Regions from separate parts of the Mustela erminea genome. Here region 2 is linked to region 1. The links are chromatin contacts, called in public Hi-C maps. All regions are on one chromosome and are shown on one strand. Each heading gives the region's core, a stretch centred on a gene start, on an enhancer-like site or on the middle of the called end of the contact. The rest is flanking DNA. Distances are from core to core; before and after follow the strand shown.

The links. Hi-C and Micro-C count contacts between places; a contact is called where the count stands out from the background.
Region 2: a Hi-C map of fibroblasts shows a contact between it and region 1, with 5 times the contacts expected there. The contact joins two enhancer-like sites. A contact is called at or near these places in 2 of 3 Hi-C or Micro-C datasets (fibroblasts and skeletal muscle).

Annotation. Positions count from the first base shown.
Region 1 is chr3:133,865,127-133,872,017 of mMusErm1.Pri, forward strand. All of the region lies in intron 3 of LOC116586962 (a long non-coding RNA gene), which reads left to right. Among named protein-coding and RNA genes, the nearest start is that of OSMR, 30 kb to the left of the region's middle. Within about 2 kb of position 2,410, the one cell type or tissue checked has open chromatin away from gene starts, as enhancers often do. A contact at or near this core is called in fibroblasts, where this site is marked.
Region 2 is chr3:134,183,586-134,189,997 of mMusErm1.Pri, forward strand. It overlaps EGFLAM (pikachurin), which reads right to left. Exons shown (of 24, transcript XM_032337564.1): 18 at 1,668-1,784. Among named protein-coding and RNA genes, the nearest start is that of LIFR, 110 kb to the left of the region's middle. Within about 2 kb of position 1,461, the one cell type or tissue checked has open chromatin away from gene starts, as enhancers often do. A contact at or near this core is called in fibroblasts, where this site is marked.

The DNA of each region.
Region 1 (6,891 bases), core at 1,160-3,659:
TTCATTTGCCAAGGCTTTGGCCTCTGTCCTTTTAGGAACTCTTTATTTCCCCCCTTCCCCTGCCTCGTTGGTCACAGCTGGCAGTGACGGGGTATCCAGGCCCTCGATTTTGGCTATTCTTGAGGATAATTCTGGGGCATCTTCAACTTCATCCCAAAAGCCCTGTTTCTCTCTGAGTCTCTCAAAATTTGTTCAGGAGCTTGGGAAGCAGGACCAAAGGAAGGACAGTAATTCAGAGGTTTGCATCAGCTCCCTCACCTTCTCTGAGCAAGGTCAGCCTGTGGGGAAATCCCAACCCTTGTCCTCCCCTGTGAGCCCAGTGTTTCCCAGCCTCTACGGGATAACCTTTCGCAGTCTGAGCAGCTCTCCGAGCCAACCCTTTGCAGAAGAATGGAAGGCCCTGCTTGGGGGTGTGGGGTGGAGGCTGGGGAGACAAGGTACAACACAGGTCCAGAAGCCCTATCTGGTCTGGTGGACACCCACATACCTTTTGATTTCAACGAGAATCCCCTTTCTCACCCTACCAGAGACCCCAAACTCCCAAATTCCTGACTCCTTTGCCTGAAGGGGTGAATGAAAGTCTCTTCTCAAAACACCAATGTGATGGCAAGGTTTTAATTGGAAACGTTGGAGGAACAATCTATTGCAAGATGGCGCTGCCCAGAGAGCCCTCTGGGGAGGAGCCAGTTCTGAGTAGGGTAGCTTCCTCTCCACCTGCACCATCGGGGACGTGGGAACTGTGTGCCCCAAGGTTTCCAGGAGAACCGAGGTTTCAGAGACTGTCCCAGGATCTTTATAGTCTCACGTGGAACGGTCTGCCCCTGTTTCCTGGTTGGGGTGCAGACATCCCTGGCCCACATGCCCTGCTCCACATGCCCTGCTCCGAAATCTGCTTTATGCCCAGGGTCACCCAATGGTGGTCACAGGTCCTTGTTGGGAGCACTGGGCTGAAGAAGGAGTCCAGCCAGGGAGGGAAGCCTCCTAAACAGTCAGATTTGTCCAAGCCCCTGGGACACAGTAGGGGCACCGCGGGCAGGGAAGCTATTTTGGAAAATGGAAAGGGAGAAGAGAGTTGATAATAATCACATACAAACTTAAAACGGAACAAAGATGAAGTTTGAAAAAATATATACATATTCACAAGAAGGTACGGAGAACCATAAAAACCCAAAAGCAAGGGGAGAGAAACTGACAATAAAAATGCATATTCGCCGGACGACACCGTGAGCTTCCTTGCTCTGAAATGGCCCTCGAGACATCCATCTGAGCAATTACAGAACTCTCAGAATGCCACGTTTATCTGGATGCCCCCCACCCCCCTCTATTTAGATCTTTAAGAATCTGCCAGCCCTCCCAACATTTGTGTCTGTTACAGCAGGGATGCCTCTCCTGGCAGAGGACACACCAGCAGACTTAAGTGCCATGAGTCAGATTTTCAATTTTTAATTAAAGCACGGTCTAGCTAGGGTTTGATTTATTTAGACCTGAATTAATTTAGACCCTGGTCCACATAAATTTGCATAGTTTATTTTACAAGCTCATGACTGTATGGATTGTAAAACCCTTTAGCTAGATGACAATATAGGTGGTAAAATCATCCTCTTATCTTATTGAGCCACGAGAGGTAGAATATGATGTCTTAGGGCAGTGTTAACTTTATTCTGGAAACTAGCATTATAGAGGAAGTCTGTTGTATTTCTAAGTAAAGACATTTATGAGATCATTTAGAGATATTTCATCCCATATGTTTTCACTTAGTTTTAGTGATACAGTGAAGCCTTCTTCACAGCTAATAGTGCTGATTTTTTTTCCCTTTTCCCAGAATGGTTACAGATGGTCATAAATCCATATAGTAAGTATCTAGCACAAAACGTATCTGCTTCAATCAACTATAGTAAATACTTTTCACACTGCAGAAGTGTGAGTCATACAGATGTCACTTTCCTAGAATTCTGATCATGAAAAACACGGTGGCTAATTAATGTTCCCCAGAAGGGGTCATGGCGTACAGGAAATGAATCGGATGGTGACAGGAAGAAAGGTTGGGAGCACAGAGAGCTCTGGCTGAGGATTGTTGGTGAGGTCCCCAGTCCTGCAGCCAGAAACTGGCAGCAGCCTCCTCCTTAAGAAAGGGTAAATCATGCTGGTGCATTTAAACCCAGATTTGACCAGCCTGGAGATGCAGGCGTGGAGAGAGAAGGAAGGACGGGGAGGTTTCTGGGTGGGGCTCAGGGGAAAATGGCTGAGGGGACAGCAGTGAGTGTCTCCCTGCCCCTCCCAGCTCATCTGGTCTGAGCCCTGCCGTCAAGTTGCTTTTGTGGGTTTAGGGCTTTTACAGAACGGCTGAGCATTAAATGTGACCGAGTGGGCACGACTGGCATGTGAGCACTCATGACTCAGTTGAATGTGTGGCTCATGTCTGGTCATCACATAGCCCTCAGCAGGGAAAATGAGTCACAATCATCTTCTGCAGAAGGCCAAGTGAAATTTGCTTTGCGGGAAGAGAGCAGCAAGCTCCCCACGGTTGGGTGCCAGATGGGAGTGTAGGTGTTTGCTTTCCTGTGGTCTGTGCCCTGGGTGCTGGAAGGGGGGTACAGAGCTGGAGGCCAGACCTGCGTGTGGAGGGGCTCAGGCTGCTTTCTCCTGCTCTAGTTTGTTCTTTACACCGGGTTGGAGCCCCCACAAGGTCCAACGCAGAGTTATTTTTTCTGATGCACAGTTTGATGGACATGAAACATTTACAAAGGTCTAAAAATCAAATCAAATTTCATTACATGCTCAAATGAACTTATTTGTCAGAAACGAATGATTCTTCCAGGAAATCTGGAAAGGGGGTGTTACACTTCTAGCGATTCCTGAAAATCCTCATGTATTATTAATTTTTTCGGAGGGAGGGGCAGCAAGGGCCTTTGTTTGCAACACCAGGGGTATAGCTGTGTTTGTCTCAAGGAGGCATACTAACCATCTTTTTCTTTTTTTAAGTCATTTGGATGTGTCTGATCACAGACGGAGGTTGGGGTGGGGGGCGATGACTATTCTGTAATCCAATAAAATGCCAGGTGTTGCAAATCCCTAAAGACTGGGGCTATTGGGGCCACTACTTGGAAGCATTAGTAGGATCCTCTCCCTGCCCTATGCCCAGCAAGGGTCCTGGGGACCCTGCTGTGGACGTGATGGGAAGAAGAGTCAGCGTGCAGTGAGAGTCCGTGTACCATCTGCCAGTCCATCAGCAAACACCGGAAAGTCCCACTGGCACACAATACTACTTTTGTGAAAATGATGGGTTTATTGAATGGAAATAAGAAGCCAAGAAACCTGAGTACCATTTATAGCATATCACGGCAGTTAAGACTTGTGTTAAAAACCGAGCTCCATAACTGACGAGCTGTCTGACGATGAACAAATCATGTTATTGCTCCGTCTCGGTTCCCAGGAGGGCTGGGGCTTTTTAATCAGGACAAGCTGCCCTGCTTTAAACTCTCTTCTGTGTCTTCTAAGTTTCTTTGCTTGTATCTTGGATATAGCCTAACAAAGAAAAGGAGGCCAAGTAATTGTTTTTTTCTATACCTCCCGCTATCGTTTATAGAGTATATACACTTTTGTGCGGGGGGCAGGGGGCAGGAAAGACATGGTAACGTAGGACCGGAACCCCTTCTGTTGTAACCTGCATTCCTAATGACAGGATCTTGGTCCTGACCTTTATGAGTGCACACGAGAAGCAAAATCACCCTTGGCTCTTTAAGTACCTACGAAAGAGTGGACATGGTCACTGTAGTTGGGTTGCCCATCCTCTAACAGGAAAGACAAAAATGACCACAATACATACTTAGATCCAACAGAACAAAATAGGAGTTGGAAGAGGACAGAGAGGCGGAGCAGGGTAAGGAAGGACTGGAGCCGGGCAGGGAAACCGGACAAGTGTCAGGCCAGCCCTGAGCCGGGGGGATGCGCTGGGCATCAGCTGAGACACTTGCTGAATTTTCCTGGTGGCCTCTTCTTTTCTGTTCCCACCGGGGCATGGAAAGCAGGGCCGAAGGGCCTTTGCCGGCTCGGTTAGTGTTTGTACATTAATGCTCCATGACACCTCTAGCTGCTGCCGTCTCTGCCCTGGATGGAGGGAGACGCTCTCCGTTTTGTATTTTTAGATCCCAACCCCCGTGACCTTTCCTGAAGCTAATACGCAGTACCTGGGATGTTCCTTCCCTAGGCTTTCTGGGAAGTCCGACAGCCTTTCAGGGCAGCAGAGGGGATGCTGGAATCGGGGGTCTGGCTTTGTTGAGCCACCCAAGGTGCCCATGTGCACCACCTTGGCCTGGTACATGTATGCGTGTGTGTGTTGGGGGAGGAAGGGAGGACCGTGGAGGTTCCAGAAGGAAGCTCCCTGGGTCTCGATCCTACAGGTCAACTTGGAGGGTATTTTTGGATGAGTTTAGCGTTTAAATTTGGGAACTTTGAGTAAGCAGATTACTCTGCATAATGTGAGTGGGCCTCACCCAATCCGTTGAAGGCCTAAACGGGCTCCGAGGACCTCACTGAGCCTCCCGGAGTGAGAGGGAATTCTCCAGACTGCCTTTGGGCTTCATCTGCACCATTGGCTGTCCTGGGTCTTGAGCCTGTCAGCCCCTGTGACAGATCTGAGATTCATCACCATCCAAATTTGTGCAAACCAGTTCTTTTTAATCAATCGCTTTGTATTTATACACACACGCACACACCCCCTGTAAGTTCTGTTCCTCCGGAAAACCCGGACTAATGGGGTCCCTCACGTACCTCCCTATTCCCTAGCTCTCTCTCTTCTCCCTTTACTTCCTGTGGTGCTTTCTCTTTAAATCCTCTTCCCCTGTTCCTGCAGGTGGGGTCCCTGGGAACCGGAGCCTGGGGCCCAGAGTGTCTGTTAAGTCGTACCCCTGGTGTCCACAGCTGGGAAAAGGAGGAAGTGGGAGGAGGATTGAGATGAAGGAGAAGTAGAACCTCCAAGGTCCCCAACGGCAACCTTAGTCGAGCTCTCAGGGACTCCGGAGCGACAATGGCCTGTCTGAGTTGTCCCACACCTGCCTGAAGGGCCAGTCTCCATGCCTCCATCCCAGCTGCTCCATGTGGACAAGTCCTTGGGTCGGGCATCGCCCTGCAGCTGAGGCAGACCTGCAGGGCCTTGAGCTGATGGCAGCCCCGGGAGGGAGGCAATGTGTCCTCCTTAGCAGGGGCAGGCAGGGGCTGTGTCTTCAGTCACCACACCTGGGCAAGAGGATGCTTGATGTCCACCAGCAGGCATTTACTGACCTCCTTCGAAGTGAATGTTGTTTGTTTTTGTTTTTGTTTTTGTTTTTTAGATTTTATTTGTTTATTTGACAGACAGAGATCACAAGTAGGCAGAGAGGCAGGCGGAGAGAGAGGAAGGGAAGCAGGCTCCCTGCTGAGCAGAGAGCCTGATGCGGGGCTCGATCCCAGGGACTCTGAGATCATGACCTGAGCTGAAGGCAGAGGCTTTCACCCACTGAGCCACCCAGGCACCCCACGAAGTGAATGATTTTTATCTGGAGACTTAGCTGACCAGAATAAAGACTCCATCCACCTCCCAGCCCCCCTAGCGGCCGGGTGTGACTGTATGACTTGCTTTTGACCAGGGCGATGTTAACAGAAGTCTGCGTGTGTAGCTTCCACACGGTGTCCCTCCATGGAGTAAGAGAAGGGGGCTCTGGCAGTTACCTGGGAATGGAGGTTGCCCCGGCAGTATGGCGGGAGGAGTCTTCTTCTCTGCCCCGCCATGGAGTAAGAGAAGGGGGCTCTGGCAGTTACCTGGGAATGGAGGTTGCCCCGGCAGTATGGCGGGAGGAGTCTGCTTCTCTGCCCCGGGGGATTATTTACCAACGGGCTCTGGCTATCTCCAGACTTCTTGAAGGCGGGAGACAGACACCCTTTGTTTTTGTTTAAGTCATTCTGATCTGGGAATGTTGTGGTTTTTACAGCTGAAATTAATTCTGGTTTACACTTTCATATACCTTTTTCCCCCAAGGTAAAACTCACCCCTCCCTAGAGAGATAATCAAGGCCTATGCCATCTGGTCCTTTCTTGTTTTTTGCATCCTCTGTAATGGCCTCCTTCCCCCTCAGCCTAACTTCTGCTGGCTCAGTGGCAGAAAGAGTGAATCCTGGTCTCTGAGTTGACAGGCCTGGAGAGGGGCAGTGTGTATATAGGGGGGATTTGGGCCAGTGGGGAAGAGTGGAAGGGCTCCCACTCTACTTGTGGTCTATTCCCTCTTCTAATCTCCAAAAACTAAACTCACCTCATTATAACAGCATTCATTTCTTTCCAGCTATAGCCACCGGATTATCATGAACAACTCAGCTTCCTCTCATCTACATACATTCGACTCTATTTCATGTAAATTTGTGCTGATTCCTTTTAGGTTGGGCAGAATTTGGCCCCTTTTTACCCTGGATTACATTGCCGAATTTTATTATCTTAACTGACAATGAAGGGCTTCCTCTCAAGTAAATACCTTTCCTGCCCTTAGAGTAAGCATTGGGGGTGGAAGAAATTTTACTTCCCTTGCCCTCCAAATTTGGGGCAATCTGGGCAAAGACCAGGAAGTGGACGCGTGGAAAGAAGAGAGAACCCTCAGAAGGAGCAGGGAGGGGGTGAGGTGCTCACACCCCACTGTAGCAGAGGAGGCCTCAGGAGGCTTATCTTCATGATCTTTGCCTCCTGGCCATGCATGCCCTTATCCCTTCCCTTGAGTGTGGACAGATTCTGTGGCTTCCTTCTAACCGGTAGGACACAGGAAAGGTAATCAGACTATGATTATGTGTAGGTGATCCCAGTACAAGGAGACCCCTTCCTTTGCTGCCTTTGAAGAAGAAAACTGCCATTGCTGTGACCTGTCTGCAGAGG
Region 2 (6,412 bases), core at 211-2,710, 320 kb after region 1:
ATGAGGGGTGACGGGGAGAGGTTACTGGGCTTTCCAGCCTCAAATAAACGGAGCCAAGCTTTTCAGCCCTTGCTGTGGAGAGTGTGTTTGTTTTGAGCTGTGGGTGCTTCAGCGTCATGCACTTCCAACCTTGGCTGCATCTTTGAGTCAGTTTGTGGAATCTGCGGACAGAGCACCTCTCAGAAAGACCTCCACCCTGCAGGGCGTCCTAAGAGGTTAGCCGTGGTCCTTCCTGCCACTAATGCGTGGTTCCACAGGCTTGCCTAGACCTTGGAGGGTGTTGGGAGAGTGGGAGAACACTTCTTTTCCTGGTCTTGAATCTTACAAGCTGCAAGAAAGCAGCCAGAATCCTTCTATAGTTGTCCCCTTTTCATGCTCCGAGTGAAAGACTGTGAAACTGAGTCATACGTACTTGAGACAAGCCAAGATGCTACCGTCCACCGGGGGACATGGCAGAGCCAGTGACTCAGCCCCTGGGAGGGGAGGGTGTCCTGCCCAGGAGGTGCGGAGGAAAGGGTTCTGTGCGCTGTGTGAAGGCGGGAGGGGGAAAGCCTGACAAGGGTGGGGAGACGGTGTGGGGTCCCCTTAGCATCTCCGCTTTCTAAGTGAGAATTTCAAACACATGATTAAACACAGCCAGCCGTGCTGATGGGGGACTATGGGCTGAGCTGAGGTGTCACGGATATCGCTGTTCAGCCACACACGGAAACACATCAGAGTCAGCAAGTGTTGACTGGACCCCTTTTGTGGGACCCACACCGGGATACAAGAGGAGAAAGAGCTCCGTGGGGCCTCTCTGGTTGCAAATCATGAAAGGGCCTCCTTTCCCTGGCCTCCTTCGTTCTGGCCTCCCCCACACTTCATCCCAAGGCTAGAAAGGATCCGCAGCCCACCACCCACCCTTGGTTGCTAAAGGAAAACAGGACAAAGTTAACATCCAGGAATCGAATGTGCTTTTCTTCAAATCCTTTTTCTCCCAGGGTTTCATGGTCCTGGAAATCTGGTTTGGTGAGTCAGCCTGCATGTCTGTTACAGACAAAACATGTTATCATAACCGGAGAGGTCATGGGAAGCCCCAAGGGAAGGAATAACAGACAAATATGAGTGGGGTCAGTGCCCTATAGCTTCAACTAGCTGAAGGATTGTTTTTGCTCAACCTTCTACGGAAGGACTTCCTTCACCTATGCTCTTAGGGGCTGGGTTACGTGATGGGTGAACAATTGTTAACTTGCAGGGGTGGCAGTGGGCATGGAGGTGGGATTGGGGGTTGGCTTTGACTCGAGCAGACCACAGAGTAACCCCAAAGGGAAGCACAGAGCCAAGACCGGCTAGGAGACCCCCTCGGCCTCCTCCCCTTCGGCAGAAGCATCGGCAGCCACCTGCAGCCTGCTCCCTCCCTCAGCACTGCCCGGATCCTTTGGTGGATTGGCTGTAAGGATTCCTCTTCACTGAGCTGTGTTCATGGAATGTCTGCTGGACAGAGGCCTGGGAGCTGACGTTATCAGAAAGTGGGAATGGAAAGCTCTGTGGCTAGCATTAACAAAGAAAACCTTACAACTTTCCCCAAGCTTCTTTTTTGGAGGCATTGGATTACAGCGCTCACAGTTCTCGAGCCCATCATCTGCAGACCAGGCCACACAACAAACATGCGTAAGTGAAGCCGGTACCTTCTGGATGCTTCCACTAAATGGCTTCAGGATGCCCGAGTTCTTCTTCACGTCATCGTAATTCGGGACTCCGCCGATAAAAATGTCTGTGTTGCACTTAATCTGCGTGAAGCCTCCCTGCCAACAGAGGAGACACGAAACACGACATAGTTTCGGAAAAGGTAGTCAAGGCGACCAATGGGTACAGACACCCCGGGGACACAGCCCAGCAGGCTGGCTGGACTTCCACATTGGCCGGCATCGCCACTTACCCCCACTGTTGGAATGTCTGCAAGTGCAGTAACCTGTCCGAGACTCTGTTTAGACATCTATAAAATGGGAACCCTAATGTCTACCACCGAGAGCTGTCACCGTGCGTGTGGTGGGCTAAACGACTGCCACCCATAGTCAGCGCTTCTCCAAAAGCACCCCCTTTCCCTGCAGGAAGTCCAGCTCCAACCTGCTGATCTTGATGGGGCCAGGGAGCTGGCTCCAGGCAATAAAACTTGGGCAGCAGAGAAATGAATCACATCTTCGCAGAAGCTTTCCGAGGCAGAGAGTAGCTCAGGGTGACTCTCAGCCTGGGTGCCCCCTTCAAGCTGCACCTGATCAGGGACACCTGGGGGTCTCAGCCGATTAAGCATCTGACTTTGGCTGGTTTGGGCTCAGGTTATGATCTCAGGGTGGTGAGATCGAGTCCCGCCTCAGGCTCCGTGCTCAGTGGTGAGTCTGCTTGAGATTCTTTCGGTCTGCCCCCATCCTTCCCACCACCTCAAATAAATAAATAAAATCTTTTTTTTTTTACAAAAAGCTGCACCTGACCACAGATGGATATGCAAGTGAGAAATAAGCCCTTATTGTAGCTTTTGATATTTTGGAGGCGTTTGTGATTGCCATGAGCACAGTCTAGCCTCTCTTGAAGGCTGAGATCTGCTTCCTTAGCACTTTGCCCTGGGTTGGATGCATAATCAGCATTCCTGTGTAACCAGCTATTGTTATATGCGGCAGTGGTAAAGACAGAACCGCTGGAGGCCAAGAGAAAAGGCAGGCATGGTGAGTGGGAGACATTCCTTATCAACTACAAAGGGTAGAGAAATTCTTCTGTTTTCCATATTCTGAGAAAACTCCCCATGTCAACCCCCAGAGGCTTTCCCCTGTTACTGGTTACTTCCCAGCCTAAACTCTCAGGCGTGGGCTGGTCAACAAACTGTGTGTCATAGTTAGTGTCCAAATTCCTCCAGATAAGAGCTGTAAGCAAAAAGTTAAAATGTTCCAACAAAGGGGGGCACCTGGGTGGCTCGGTGAGTTAAGGCCTCTGCCTTCGGCTCAGGTCATGATCTCAGGGTCCTGGGATCGAGCCTCGCGTCGGGCTCTCTGCTCAGCGGGGAGCCTGCTTCTCCCTCTCTCTCTCTGCCTGCCTCTCTGCCTACTTGTGATCTCTGTCAAATAAATAAATAAATAAATAAATCTAAAAAAAAAAAAAAAAAAATTTGTTCCAACAAAGGGAGACACACTGAAATCCGGGATCTCTGCGATGAGCACTCTTTAGGTAACGTAAGCCAGGTTGCCTCCGATTTATGGGGAAATGAAATATAGATAGTAGCATCATCTAGTCATTGATTTAATCAGTATTATTGGGCATTTCTGTGTCCCAGGCACTAAATGCTGGCCAGACAAGAGGGAACAAGGAAGTTCCTGCCCTCCAGAGGCTTACACGGGCAGGTGGGACTCAGCAAGGACAGTTCCGGTGAGTCTGGAAGTACTTGCTGGCGGGAGGTGTGTGTCCCATACCCTAGCCTGGACCCAGAGAGTTGGGGAGGTGGAGGTGGTCGAGGAAGGGTCAGAATTGTAGAAACCAGACAAAGTCAGGGCTTGTGGGGAAACAGTAGGTATAGAACAGAGGCAGGGAGGGATCAGACACTGCGTGCATAGAAATTTGCTCTGTACCCAAAAAGCAGTGAGAGAAAATAGTCCTATCTGTGTTTTAGGCAGATCACTGGTCAGAGGGAAGAGAATGGATGAGCACCAGGTCTGAGTAGGGACGGGGAGACAGGGAGGGCAGAGAGGAAGGGGCACCATCTTGGGGGGAGCTCACAGTGGCGGGGTCCAGCCAGGTAATGGCAGAGAGGTCTTGACTGGGATGCAGACAGCACTGCCTTCAGTCAATAAGCTTCGGCAGCTTCCGGGGTTCTTATTTAACTGGCCCAGGGTTGGCAGGAGGCCGTGCTCATCAAAGAAGCTGAAGGGCTTTCCGGAATTCTAGCGGTTGCCTGGAACATTGCCCCAGGCAGCAGCTGTCACCACACACCCACAGGCACCCATCGCTGTCGTGTCTTAACTGCTACCCAAAAGTTCAAGTCAGATAATAAGAGGAGAGGAGGAAGGCTGTAGGGTCAGAGGGATTTCAGAGAAACAGGCTGTTTTGAAGAACCTTTGAGTTGGAACAGGACCGGCCTCATGGGGTGAGAGTTGCTTCCTTTCGGTTGCTGAGCAAAACCCTTGCCCCTACCCCTAACCCATTGACAAGAGGCTGGGCTGCAGCTGCCCCACCCATGGGAAACCGCAAGAGAAAAGCAAACAGACCCCACCAAAATGAGGCTTCGTGTCTAGATCTGCCACTTCTGGTTAGCTGGAGGTGGATGGGAAACCTGAGTGAAGCCACTGGTTGGAGTTTCTGGAGCCCTTATGTCGGGAATGGACTCAATCCTGGATGGTTGGTATTTCTCAGCTGAACAAACCAGGGCTCAGTTTGGCTTTAGTGTGGACACTTAGGGGCCGACATCCTGGGTTGACCCCCAGCAGTGTTCTCTAATCCCAGCCACCTCTAAGCTCTAGAACCACTATTCCTAATACCACTGCTCTATCAAAAGGGTCAGCCATGCCTTTGGATGTGGTATGGGCAGTGAGGGTAGCAGAAAGCCCTGGGGGGGGGAAGATGTGATTAAGGCTCAGCTCATTGAGATCAAGCATGGGGACTTCCACACCTGCCTCAGAGCTGCCTCAAAACAAACAAACAAAAAGATAAAACCATTGCACAAGCACCCAGAATAGCTACACTTAACCCTCATGTTTACATAGCTTTCCAGGTGGGAGTTGCGCTCCAGCCTGTCTGGTTCAAAAGCCAACAGGGAGGCAGAGGTTCCACCATGCTGGTTTAATTCTCACTCTCTGACATGGTAGCAACAGAAACTGTGAGGTATGGTTTTTACCATCGTGTTGTCTCTTCGCTGTAGAATACCAATGGTAAATACTATGTCCTGAAGAGTTCTTTATTTGTAACCAAAGGCCTTGACGCTACTATCTACAAATAACCCATTCTGCACTTTTGTTCCTGTTGTACAAATGTTTGTGACTAAGGCCTACAGAGATACAGTGCTTTTTTGAATTTATATTAAGTCAACATACAGTCAAGTCTACAGCTGTGAATTTCTACTTCTATCTTGGACTAAATTCAGCTGTTAGAATTTTCTGGGTCATATCAGAAGTGGTTCCTGTTCTCCCTTTACAATCCGTGTCCCTCTTTCCCTCCAACCACCCCTCCCTCCCCTCCACCCTGTTTTCCTTCCTTCCCTTTCTCCTTCTTTCCTTCCTGCCAAAATACATATAGAACATTTTGTAGGTCTGAAGGGTCCTCACCTCTTAAAGCAGAACCCAGTTTGGGATTCTTCTAATCATGAGGAGGTCCTTGGTTCGGACAGGACCTCTCACCACTGCCATCCCTAATGCTGGCCTCTGGACATATACGTGTCCTTCCTTTTTTCTTCTTCAACCCAATACCTCTTTCCTCACCAAAAGTCTCTTTTCGGGGCACCTGGGTGGCTCAGTGGGTTAAGCCGCTGCCTTCGGCTCAGGTCATGATCTCAGGGTCCTGGGATCGAGTCCCGCATCGGGCTCCCTGCTCGGCAGGGAGCCTGCTTCCTCCGCTCTCTCTCTGCCTCCCTCTCTGTCTACTGTGATCTCTCTCTGTCAAATAAATAAATAAAATCTTTAAAAAAAAAAAAAGTCTCTTTTCCTTCCTTTTCTTTTTTCTACCAATCCATTTTCTTATCAGAATACCCACATTCATTAATAGCCTCTTTAAATCTGGTGATGTTCAGAACAAAGACTTGGGAATTAAAATAGTAAAAAATTCAAAGTCCCCACTGTTTTGGTAGGACTAAATGTTTTGTGTATAAAGAACCCTGGTAGGTTATAATTTAAAATAAACCTCTCTTATCTCTTCTTAAAAATGTTATTTTCTTTGGACATGACCTTGGGAATAAAATCATGGATGAAAGTTATAAACAAGTAGAAATTCTGATTCTTGAGGTCACGAGAGTACTCTATTAACAAATAAGTCAAGCTGCATAGGGTTGACCGTGCATTAGTACCACTGTGTTTTACATGTATAGTTATTCTCATTTACACAACTCTGTGAACTAGGCCCTATTATCATCACCCTTATCCCCATTTTATAGATGAGAAAACAAAAACTTAGAGGTCAAATGACTCGTGTGAGTTGACGGAATGGAACTAGGTCTGGAACCCAGGAGCCTAGGGTCAGGTGTAGGACTCACCCAAGGCAGGCCCCCGCAGGCCCGCCCTCCAAGTCCGTGTCCTGACTCTCAGACACTGACTCGAACAACGTCAGGGATGGGCGGTAGGGGTGGAGGTGGCAAGCAATTTTGTAAACGCCATACTTGTAGTCGCTCGCTCAGTCCTTGCAACAACTGTAAGAGACCTCCCACATCATTCCCCCATTCACAGCCGAGGAATAGAAAAGTGAA